Linked DNA regions of Pan troglodytes: region 1 is linked to region 2. The links are chromatin contacts, called in public HiChIP or PLAC-seq maps. All regions are on one chromosome and are shown on one strand. The core of a region is the stretch at or near the end of the contact, and the rest is flanking DNA. Distances in the headings are between cores, read along the strand shown. Region 1 overlaps ANKRD33B (ankyrin repeat domain 33B). Region 2 holds the start of ROPN1L (rhophilin associated tail protein 1 like).

What was found. HiChIP or PLAC-seq counts read pairs in DNA pulled down with a chosen protein or histone mark.
Region 1: a contact with region 2 is called in an H3K4me3 HiChIP or PLAC-seq map of stem cell-derived excitatory neurons, with 11 times the contacts expected there. The contact joins the enhancer-like site here to the promoter of ROPN1L in region 2. A contact is called at or near these places in 4 of 7 Hi-C or Micro-C datasets (blood, induced pluripotent stem cells and stem cell-derived neural progenitor cells), 1 of 1 datasets of contacts at active chromatin or transcription factors (stem cell-derived excitatory neurons) and 1 of 1 other capture datasets (stem cell-derived neural stem cells).

What each region holds. Positions count from the first base shown.
Region 1 is chr4:11,276,743-11,283,233 of NHGRI_mPanTro3-v2.0_pri, forward strand. The region is part of intron 2 of ANKRD33B (ankyrin repeat domain 33B); the gene reads left to right. Among named protein-coding and RNA genes, the nearest start is that of ANKRD33B, 62 kb to the left of the region's middle. Within about 2 kb of position 4,334, at least 16 of the 24 cell types and tissues checked have an H3K27ac peak or open chromatin away from gene starts, as enhancers often do. A contact at or near this core is called in induced pluripotent stem cells, stem cell-derived excitatory neurons, stem cell-derived neural progenitor cells and 1 more, where this site is marked.
Region 2 is chr4:11,091,548-11,097,215 of NHGRI_mPanTro3-v2.0_pri, forward strand. ROPN1L (rhophilin associated tail protein 1 like) reads left to right here and starts at 4,069. Exons shown (of 6, transcript XM_009448797.5): 1 at 4,069-4,236; 2 at 4,360-4,531. The coding sequence starts at 4,401. It overlaps LOC104006350 (a long non-coding RNA gene), which reads right to left and starts at 4,059. Exons shown (of 2, transcript XR_680037.3): 1 at 3,921-4,059; 2 at 1-3,606.

The DNA.
Region 1 (6,491 bases), core at 3,084-5,583, 190 kb after region 2:
CCTCGGGAGCTTAGTGCCCTCCCTGGCCTCATGTGCCTGGGGTGTTGAAAAATGGCATCAGTGGGTCTCAAAGCATCCCCATAGACCACCTCTCCTTTTCTGCCCTTCTATCTGTGGGGCATTGCCGGAATTTTGCAGAGTTCACTGAATTAGGTGTAATACCCCATCCTCCTCATCAACAGAGGCCTGTCCCTGCCATCTTCCTTAAGGAACAGAAATTGGGTGGTATCCCTCGATGGTTCTAGTCACACTCCTGGCTTCTCTCTATTGCCTTTGGTCACAGATGGTGTCTTCATCTGCTCAGGCTGTGATAAAGGAAATAAGCAGCTCTCTGGGGCCTCTTTTGTGAGGGCACTAATCCCACCACGAGGACCCCTCCCTCAGGACCTAATCACCTCCCAAAGCCACCTGCTGTAGTGTCATCCTGGAGGCAGGATTTTCGCACAGGAATTTCGGAGGACAGAAACATTCAGACTGTGGCAGGTGGGAAGCTGGATAGGAGGGAAGATTCCTATGTTCTCAGCTCTCTTGGGAGCTGGCCCACCTAGGGGTAGCCTTGCTGCCAGACAGAGCTGGAGTCCAAGTCAGGTAGCAGGATCGGGTGGCCGGGGTATGTACCAGGGTCTGGGCTATCCTGAGGGCAGCATCACAGCTGGAAACCTGCCTGGGTGGACAGGAGGAGGCGGGCAGAGGCCTCAGCCATTATCCTGCTTCCTCCTCTTGGCCTGGCTGATGTTCTTGGAGGCTGATTTTAAAATACAATACACAGTGTTTGGGGGGAAAATAACCCCACATGAGCAAGGAAATTACAGGTGAATATCTCTTCCACCTCACTGTCAGCCCTCTCTTAAGTCTGCTCTCTGGAGATAACTGTTGTTAATGATTTGATGCCTAGATGGGTTTACTCTGCCTTTTCAATTTAAATAAAATCATTATTATAATGTATTTTTTCTTTACTTCTTGTTTTCTTTCTTTCTTTCCTTTTTTTTTTTTTTTTTTTTTTTTGAGTCTGAGTCTTGCTCTATTGCCCAGGCTGGGGTGCAGTGGCACAATCTCAGCTCTCTACAACCTCTACTTCCCAGGTTCAAGCGATTCTCTTGCCTCAGCCTCCCGAGTAGCTGGGATTATAGGCGCCAGTCACCGTGCCCAGCTACTTTTTGTATTTTCAGCAGAGGTGGGGTTTCACCATATAGGCCAGACTGGTTTCGAACTCCTGACCTCAAGTGATCCGCCCACCTTGGCCTCCCAAAGTGCTGGAATTACAGGCGTGAGCCACTGGGCCTGGCCTTTTTTTTCTTTTTTACTGGCTTTTGTTATCTTCCCCTACTTACTGATTTGCTTGAGCTCTCTGTGGCCGCCACTGTGTGCACCCACCCTCTGGCCTGGGCTCTGATCCCTGGACACCCAACCTAGGCCGCTGCCTGAGGCTTTGGGACTGAATTGTTGAGGCTGCATAGGGAGGCAGAGGGGAGAGGGACTTTACACCATTTAAACAAACACAGATTAAAAAGCTTCCTTGTGTGTGTCTTAATTGCCTCAATGTGCCGAAGAGATTTTCCCTAATTTCTTTCTGAACCTCCAGGGGCTGCCCCTGTCCCCATGGGCATAGTTGCCTTAGACACTGGCTCCCAACCTTGCGCCTCCGGCGTCAGCATCACCTGGGCTGGCTCATGTGAGCATTAACACAGATCTGGTGGAAACACAGACTGCCAGGCCCTGCCCCTGGAGTCTTTCTTTGAATAGGCCTGGGGTGGGGCCCAAGAATGAGCAGATCAACAGGTTTCCTGGTGAGGCTGATGCCACTGGCCCAGGGACCCCACATTGAGGATGGAGAACTTTGAGGATTTTATGCCTGATGACGGCAAAGGACCCCTCTCAGTGGGCACTGAAGACCAGCAGAGTCACAGACCCCACGAGAGATGTTGTCAGACAGACACAGAGGCATCACGGAATTAAAGTGAAAATGAGGAAGGCAGGTGAGCATGTGTTCATGAGTTTCCTGTGCTGTTTTGCCAAAGAGGCTGTTTAGGCCCAATCAGGTGATGTACCATTTTAATCAATTTCATAACCAGTTTTATTTCTTTGATGATTTGTTAATTTCAAAAGCTGTCCATGCATATGTGCTTACAGCCAAAAATGACTACAAAAGTATTATCAGGGAGGAAGAAAAAGATCCCTTCTCTGTCTTCCAAATATTCCAGCTCCCTTATCAGCACTCAGGAGTCACCTCTTCAGACCTCATTCAGTCCTTTCCAAACACACACGTATGTATGTGCGCTTTGTATTCACATGACTGGGCTGGTGCTGTTGAGACTGTGTTTTTAGTGGTTTTGTTCACGTGGTTATTAATCTAGAAGCTCCTGCTGCGTCGGTGTCCCTGAGCCCTGCCAGGCGCTCGTAGCCCTGCCTTCCTGCACGGGGATGTGTGGCTCATGCCCAGTTCCCCACCAAGACTTCAAGTTTGAGAGGCTGCGTTCTGACTGGCCTTCACTCACTGTGGTGGACCCGGCTCTTAGGCCAGTCCTTGAACATGAAGTACTTGCTTCTTAAATATTTGTTGGAAAAGAGGATATTGTGTAAAGTGCATGAACCGTGGTATACTTAGCTGTCCCAGTTACTGGACAGGTGGGCTTTTGAGTTAATCAACGGCAGCAAGGCTGTAGTGAAGTCTTTGGATCTGGGGTGCATCTCTGAGGACAGCGTGTTAGGATCCTGGCAGGAAGCATGTTGAGTGACAGGTGGGCTCAGAGGGCTGAACAGAGTAGTTGATGAGAGCCTGTCAATTACGGGGGGAAGGGTAGAGTTAAGGGAACCAACATTGAAAGGATTAAGGGGAGGGACTCCACAGAGAGTGACCCAGGCCAAGAAGCTGGAACCCGAGAGGCAGCCTCGGCCTAGAACCCCAGCCAGGGGCCGGAGTGGGAGGCAGGGCCAGATATCCCGCTCCTTCCACCCTGGTCCCCTGCTGAGCCAACCCAGAAACCTCACTGGGGCGGAAACTGGGCAGGTGCTGTTGCTGCAGGCCAGCTTCCTAGGCCGAAAGCAGGGCAAGGAAGAGGAGAAGCAATGTGCAGACACACTCTTAGAACAGAATTGCTTCAGCAAGGGCTGTGCCTGTTTTAAGTGTATGCAGCTGCCAAGTGGTCTTTAGAAAGCTGTGGTGATTTCTCCTTTCCCCTGAGTGTCCAAGAGTGTTCTTGCCAGCCCTGGCTGAGATCAGTCTTTTCAGTATTTCCCTACTCAAAATGAACCAAAACTCTGGTTTTCAGTTGTATTTCCCCAGCTCTCTTTTGAGCCTAGTACCTGTTAGGATGCTTTTGGCTTCAACCACAAGGACACTGCCTTCTCTTGCAACACAAGACATCTGCGGGCGATGTTGCAGGGTTGCTTCACTGAGTAGCTGGGTGATGCTGGGACCTAGAGCCACTTCTCAGAAATACATTCGCTTTTTCCTTCATGGTCCCAAGGTGGCCCCAGCTGCTAGAAGCGCCACGGCTTCATGTTGCAACACTCAGGGACATCAAGGAAGAGGAGCAAATCCCTGTCGGCGTTTCCCTTTATAAGACAGGAAAACATTTCCAGAAGGCTCCAGCAGAGTATCGTTGCCATCTCACCAACCAGGGTTGCGTCACAAGCCCGTGCCAAACCAGTGATAGAGGATGGCTTGTGTAGACAGCAGTCGCACTAAGCAGAATCAGCATTGTGAAGCACAATCTTAAAGCAACCATATGTTTATATTATTTGCTATGGCAACTGGGTTGGTTGAGAGTTGGAAGCTCTGGGTTTCTGGAGGACACAGCATTTATGAGTACGAATTCGGATGCAAATGCCTTCATCTGCCTTTTGAGTGTTCTCTAAAAAGTCTAATTTCCTCGGCTATTTAATGCACAATAAAAATACAGCCAAATCTGTACTAGGTCTGTAAATGGAGAGAACGTATGAAAATAAATCCTCATGTAATCCCTAAGTCTCATTTAGCCAGTCATTTCAACTTTCACCACCGCTCCACTAACAAAAATAAGATAACCAAAGAAAGGAACAAGAAGTCCCATGGATAGAGTTGTGTGTTTATTTCTGTTTCCTTGTTGTGCTTTAACAGAATAGCATGGACGTGGTGAAGTGAGGAAACGCCAGGGGTCTCTTTGAGCTGGTGATGGGATACAGCACGTGAAGCTTGTTTTGGGTATAAGGAACCTCTGATGTGTGCTTGCAACTTGTTATTTCTTGCATTTAATTGTAAAATTCTGAAGGCTATGTGCTGAGAGCCAGCCTGGCAGGATGCTGCCCGGGGATGGGGACAGAACGGGAGGGATTCTCAGGGGCAGCTGTGGGTTTGGGCTGCGGGGGAGCCCTGGTTCCTGAGCTGAATCAGGGAGAGTCCCAGTTCAGAGGAGAATTTATGACTTGGTCAGAACCCAGGAACAACGCCTCTTCATGTTATTTATCTTATTTTATTAGCAGTGCACATGATCACGATCTTAGTGTGATCTCATTGTGATGTTCATGTTGTTTTGAAGTGCTTCCTTTTTTCTCAGTTTATACCGTTTCAAATGAGAGAGTAGAACTTGGCGAGTCTCGGTTTCCCAGCGTTGCCTTATCTTCCTGTGAGCTTTTCTGAGCTCTTCTGATTGGCCATGGCAGCGCCACACCCCTGCCCGCTGACCAGCCAGGAGGGCTCCTCAGCCAGCTTGGGGCTTACCTGGCTCCTCCTTCAGACCCCTGCCTGCCCTGCAAAGAGCAGGGATGCTTCCCTCCCCTACTAACCCTGCCCCTCCATCTGCATGGTAAATGCCTTATGCTAAGAATTCCTGGAGTCTGTTCATGCCGCGTGGCGGGTATGATGTCATATTTCCAAAGCCGACAGCTCCCTCTACTGGCCTGGTCTGGAGAACTGCAGTTTGAGTGCCTTGAGTCAGTCAATCTTAGACAACCCAGTTCTGTAACATTTTCCCATTTTTAGAGCAGTTTGTGTTTATTGCCTGTTTTTTTAGATGGGGTTTTGCTCTTGTTGCCCAGGCTGGAGTGCAATGATGTGATCTTGGCTCACTGCAATCTCCGCCTCCCGGGTTCAAGTGATTCTCCTGCCTCAGCCTCCTGAGTAGCTGGGATTACAGGTGCCTGCCACTACACCCGGCCAATTTTTTGTATTTTTAGTAGAGACGGGGTTTCACCATGTTGGCCAGGCTGGTATCAAACTCCTGATCTCAGGTCATCCACCCACTTCGGCCTCCCAAAGTGCTGGGATTACAGGCGTGAGCCATTGCGCTTGGCCAGCCCAGCTAATTTTTATTTTTTGAGATGGGATCTTGCCATGTTGCCCAGGCTTGTATCTAACTCCTAAGCTCAAGTGATCCTCTAGCCTCAGCCTCCCTGGCCTCTTCGGGCCTTGGCCTCTCTGCTGGGATTACAGGCACAAGCCACCTTGCCCACCCTGATACTTTCAATAAATAAACTTTTCCCAAAGGAGTGGTAGGAATGTTTCAGCCTTTTCATCTAATGCATATTTATTGAGCACCCCAGAGCATGCAGTCATTTGGAAGTTTTAAGCATGTGAGCTGGGTAACGAGGGCTGTGGCGGCTGTGGGAACCCATATATGCATGGGAACGTGGACGATGAGACACCGTGGGTTAAGGGGCACCAGGGAAGACCTGGAGTTGGAAGGGATGGCTCATCAGGTCACCAAGTAAAAAGAGGAGGCAGAATATTCCAGGTAGAGGGACTCCTTGTGCAGAGGCCACTAGATTAGAGGAAGTGTGGCTCATGAGTGAATTACACGGAATGCTGGCTGTTTGACCATAAAGTGGATTGGGAGGGCATTGGCAGTGAGAGCTGAGGGTGAAGAGGTAAAAACCAGCTCATTGAAGAGTTGAGACCTCATCTAAAGAGCAGAGCCCATGGAGAGTTTCGGATGAGTAGTGGGGATGGTCAGAGGCCCCTGTTGGTGTCACTGTGCTGCTGGTGTGGAGAATGAATGGGGGCAGAAGTGGGACAAAGGAGGCTAGTCAGGACAGGAGCTGTGGCCCCATGGGGATGTGGTAGCCCAGGTCAGGGATGGAGAAACAAGGACAGCTTTAGGAAATTTAAAATTTTTTTTGTAGAGATGAGGTCTTGCCATGCTGCCTATGCTGGTCTCAAATTCCTGTGCTCAAGTGATGTCAGAGGTGCAGTTGGCAGAATGTGGTGATTGCTTGGGTGAGGGAGGATGTGGAGGGCTTGAGACTGAGTCCAGCCATCTGGCTTGGGTGATGGGGTGACTGGTGGTGTTCATCACTGAATAAGGGATGTGGGAGAGGAGTAGCTTCGGAGGAAAGATGTTTTGGGTTTGATGCATTGAGTTTGTAGGATACCCATGATGAAATACTCAGTAGACAGATACTGAGGTAAAAAACTGAAGAAAAGAGATAGAACTGGAAAGAGTTGATGTGGAAGCTTTAGAGCTGAAACTTGGATCCACAGGAGCGTATAGGATCACCAAAGGAGAGTGTATGAG
Region 2 (5,668 bases), core at 2,819-5,318:
TATGTATATATATTCTGAAATGCTCCCTTTTTAATGTGGTCATTTGTTGCCTTCTAAGTTGAGAGGACAAAACTGAATAAAGTGAATGTTAGTTGTAGTCTAGTTTTTTTGTTTGTTTTTGTGTTATTGCAAGATTGCAGAAATATGCATTATTAGCCAGCATAGATAATCCAGATGTTATAATAGGAAGGAAAAACAACTCCAGTTAAATGTGACTGTGGCGACTCCCTTTTATGTATACATTTAAATGCAAAGTTACAGAGGACACATCCCTCCCCTTCTGTCTCCCTAACTTGAACTGTAGACCGTCCTCACTGGGAAGAGTAAGGCCCCACATTTTGTGCAATAGCAAGCTACTGCCCACTTCTGCATGTCTGCTACGAGATCAGAAAGTCAGTTTCACTAAGGTTGTCTTTTAGCTGAATACTTGGAGTAAAACCAATCAAATCCATTGTACATACCTGACCATATGTCCCAGATAAAAAGGAAAGACTTGCATGATGTTTTTTTCCTTCTGAGTGCCCTGAGGAGATCCTTTGCTTCAGACTATTTCTAATTTTTCTTTGTTTATAGGTTCAGAATTTTTTCCATGATTGTTTTCCCCCAAACAAGTGCATTTTTATTTACTTTAAATGCAGGGGTGATAGAGGAAATGCTATTTGAACCATAGACATCTTTAATCTGTGAAGCTGAAATTTTTCAGCAAAGGAAATTGCATGGTCAAGTTCAGAAACTGGCCATTAATTTCCCCCTTCCGCTCCACAGTTCATAGCTACTCTTGTTGCAAACATGTAGTGATAAGGAGAACTAACGTATCAAGGGGCTGAGAGGGTAACGTTCCCCTCCTCCTCCATGTTTTTATTTTGGTGTCTGTTTTGTTTCTAGCACTGTATTTAGTACTGTAGTTGAATGAGGTATGATGTCTCCCTTCAAGGAACTCAGAATGGAACAGAAGCATGAGCAAAAGATTGTATTACAGAGGTATGAATAAAATGCCATGGGGAACACAGAGAAAGGTTCACCCGGGAGAGATGGCCTAGCCACTTCCTTAGTGACTGTTTGGTATATGTAGGTCCCCCTGCCATTACTCTTTCAGCCTTCTGCAATCTAGTTCTACTTAGTCACACACTTCTCTAAGACCACTCATACGTAAACACTACGTAGAGGCCCCTTTTTGCCTCATTTTACATTGTTTAGTTATCATTTTGAAACTTTTCTTCACATATGTAACAGTGCCGGAGTTTTTCTGCTTCTCTGTGTTTGTTCAGTAACTCTTCTTTAGGATACACCTAAAGATGAGAAGCTTCATACCCAGTACTCCTCTTCATTCACTCATATGTTTTTGGGATCAGTCCCTTCTGCTGGCTGTGCATTGGTCTAATGGAACAGAATAGAGTCCAGAAATAACCCAACATGTATGTGGACAACATTTTTGACAGAGGTGCAAAGGTCTTGAAAAAATGATGCTGGAATAATTGGGCATCAGATGCAAAATTAAAAACAAATTGATCCATATCTTAACACTGGCAAAGATTAAAGTCCAAATGGATTATAGTTCCCCAAAACTGTATAATTTCTAGAAGACAACAAGGAAAACGTGTTCAGCCTTGGGTTAGGAAAAGATTTCTTAAATCCAACACCAAAAGCACAATCCATGAAGGAAAAATCGATAAATTGTAGTTTATCAAAATTGAGAACTTCTCTTTGAAAGGTACCATAAGGAGAACAAAAAGACAAGCTGTAGAGTGGCAGAAAAATATTTGCAAAACATTTCTGATAAATGAGTTGCATCTAGATTACATAAAGAAGTCTCAAAACTGAACAAGTAAACCCATTGTTTACTTAATCGCTGTTTCTCCTGAGCTTGCTGCCTCTGCCCCTGCTCTCTCTTCTTTTTTCCATTTGTTTTCAACATTGAATCCAGAATGTTCTTCATGAGATCCAAGTCAGATCACGCCAACCCTCAGAACTCTCCAATAGACGACCATGGCACTCAAAAGTCCACAATAGCCTTCAATGCTGGGCAAAACATGAAGCACCCCTTTTCTCCCTTCTCTGACCCCATCACCTCTGTGTTCACCCTGCTCCTGCCGTCCTCCCTGCCTCCAAAACAGGTCAGGCCTTCGTGCCTTTGCACTTACTATTTGCAATACCCAAATGTTCTTCAGGCTCTTTAGCCTCTTCATTTCTTTCCTGAAGTGTCATTCTCACTGAGGCTTATCTAAAGCGGCAGCTACTGGGGCATTCCTGTCTCATCTCCCTGCTGTATTTTGTACTCCCGGCTCTCTTTTGTACTTTTAAACATACTATATGGTTTACCTTTGTTGTTTATATTTGCATGTTGTTTCCCACTTGAATGTAAGCTCCAAAGATTTTATTTTTTTAAACTGAATTATTACTGTATTCCCAGAACAATTCCCTGGCAAATATTTGGTACTCAATAGTAATGCTAAGTTAGTAAATAAATGATGAATTTAGAATCAAAATAATGTGTCTGGCCAAAATAAAACCTGAAATCCCTGTCCTATTTCCCAGAGGTAACTGCTGTTAATAGTTTAGTTATGTGCTTCCAGACATACCTTCACAGAATCATTTATCACAATAAAGGTGTCATACTATGCAGATTGTTCGACAAGATGCTTTTTTTCACTTTACACGGGCATCTTTTCATACCATTGTGTGGCCAGGCCATGATTTGTTTTCCAAAAGACATTTACCCAATTTATATGGTGAAGATTTTTGTCCATATTACTTTTTATAGTATTTCTGTAGGGTAAGTTCCCAGAAGTAATATTGCACAATCATCGAAAAATTTTAGTGTTACGTTACTGCCCCATAAAGGTACTAATTAACATCCCTCTCAACAACATAGAAGATTCCTTTTTTTTTTTTCTTTTTTTGGGTGGAGGGGGGCGGGGACAGAGTCTTACTCTGTCGCCCAGGCTGGAGTGCAGTGGTGCCATTTCTGCTCACGGCAACCTCCACCTCCCGGGCTCAAGCTATTCTCCTGCCTCAGCCTCCCAAGTAGCTGGGAATACAGGCACGCGCCACTACGCCCAGCCAATTTTTGTAGAGAAGGGGGTTTCACCATGTTAGCCAGGCTAGTCTCGAAATCCTGACCTTGTGATCAGTGCTGGGGTTACAGGCGTGACCCACCGCGCCCGGACGGATTTCTTGTTTTCATACTGTCATCAACTTTAAATACAAGTATTTTCAGTTTTTGCCAATGCTGTTAATTTAGAAATGTGTATGTATATATTGTCTGGTGGGTGTTTGGATGGAAACGATCAAAATCGGGCAACTTCCCCAGTTTCCTTGAAGGGAGGGCTTGCCATCGGCCCCTCTGGGAAGTAGCTCTCCGTAGTTCTCCATCTTCCTGTTTTGAGGAACGCAGGAGGAGGTGGATCTGGAGTCTCATCCATTCGGTGGCTATTAACGGCAACTGCAGCAGCCAGCCAGGTCACCCCCTAAAGCAAAGTTAACCCCTTGCATGGTGCCTTGGTCAGCACCCACCAAATTCGAGGTTTCTCCTATCCTTCGACTCGAGGCCCTTTTGACAGATGTGATTTATTTCCTCCTAGAGCCAGTCACATTGGCTCAAGCAACCTATCGTAAGAAAACAAATACAATAGTGTTTTAGCTGGAAACTGCCCACTGTCTAAGCGGCTTTTTAAATTAAGAACTCAGGTTCACTACGGGATGGCTTAGGCCAGGGAACAGCATGTGCGAAGTTCGAAGCCCGAGACGTTTGGAGGAGCGGCCCCAGGCGCAGGCGGGTCCCGCAGCGGGGCCCGTGCCGCCCAGGCCATCAGCTCCTTCACTTAACCCGCTTCCCTCCTAGCAGGCCCGAGTCCCCTAGCCTCAGCCTCACGCAGCCAGAGCAAGGGGAAGAGGGAGTCCTTCGTGAGTTCGCCGCTCACATTCGGCGGTGGGAAACCGATCCGAAGATGCTTTTGTAGGCGAAACGCTCAGCTCGCGCGGCTCTGAACCACCGGGGAGCAGCGGCTGCTGCTAGTCGGACTGCGCCAGCACCTCCGTGTCCAGCCCGGGAGCAGCCCCGCCTCGCTCAGGGCCGCGTGCGCGTGCGCGGCTCCAGGGGCGGGGCCTGCTCGCGTCCCGGGTGCCTGGATACCGAGCGCGTCCGTAGTGGCGGCTGGCGCTAGGGAACTGCAGGGTCTAGGGTGTTGTTGGAGTGGCAGTTGGTCCGAATTTCTCCCAAAGCCCGCGGAGGAGCGGGTAAGAGCCCCGCGAATCCGGCCCCAACCTCGGGAACGGGATGGGAGGCGGCCCTGGTCGCAAGCCCCGCGCTGCTAGAGGGTCCACCGCGTCCTAGCCGACAGCCGCCCTTCTTCTTCGCAGCGCGCCGCGATTCACCAGCCTGGTCCCTTCTGCGGAGAGCGATGCCGCTTCCCGACACCATGTTCTGCGCTCAGCAGATCCACATTCCCCCGGAGCTGCCGGACATCCTGAAGCAATTCACGAAGGCTGCCATCCGCACCCAGCCGGCCGACGTGCTGCAGTGGTCCGCGAGGTAAGCGCCCTTCGCCCGGGGAGCTGTCCGGTCTACATGCCCAAGCCAGACGAGCCCAGAGAGCCCTCCTCCCGGACCAGGGGCCCTACGCGGGGCTCAGCGTCCTTAAGAGTATCAGGCAAAACTTTCCCCTTAGCATTGGTGACATCTATACTTGAGTGTTTTATCTAGGAACCATTTCGATTTATCGACTATGAGACCTGAAATCATTGCAAAATGCTCACTTACCTACAACGTAATGGCAACTCAATTGTTTAAAAGTGTTTATGATGAAGATAGACTAAAACTTAACAAAGCAATTGCATTGGGCAAAAAAGTGTTTATGTTAAAAAAAATTACACGGTTGCAGTCACTTTGTGAAATGACTTTACAAAGAGGAATATTTTAGCTAAGTTCCTCATCTGCAGAGAGTCCTCTCAGAGCTATGTATACCCAGAGCTGGTTAAATTTATTAGCACCGGAACGACCGTGGTCATACTGAGGTCATCATCCCTAGAGTGCTCAGGGTAAACTGTCCAGCAAATGAAGCTTCACAGTTTATTTTTTGCCACAAACATTCCAACACTTTCCAGGAACAGACATTCATAATCTCAAAGTTACAAGTCAACAGATCTTAGAGGCATTAAAAGAAATCCTCTTGGTTTTACAGGAGAGCTCTTTGCCCCTTTTCAATAAACAGATGTAAAACAAAAACTCACTTTTATGATGACAAGAGTCAGCACAGGTGTAAATTTAATTTAAATATTTTAGTCATCAACATTCCAAATTTTGGCTGGGCTTGGTGGTTCATGCCTGTAATCCCAGCACTTTGGGAGGCCAAGCTGGGAGGATCACTTGAGCCCAAGAGTTTGAGACCAGCCTGGGTAACACAGCAAGACCCCATCTGTATTTTTTTTTAATAAGAAAACTAATTTAAAAAGAAAAAAACAGCCAAATTTTGCTGGCTTTCTCTAAACTCCATAACCAAAGTGAATTAGTTTCCTTCGGCTGCTGTAACAAATCACCACAAAACTTGACAGCTTAAAACACAGACATACATTCTTGCAGTTCTGGAGGCCAGAAGTCCAAATTAGTTTCACTAGGCTAAAATCAAGGTGTTGACAGGGCTTTGCTCTTTCCAGTGGTTCTCAGGAAAAC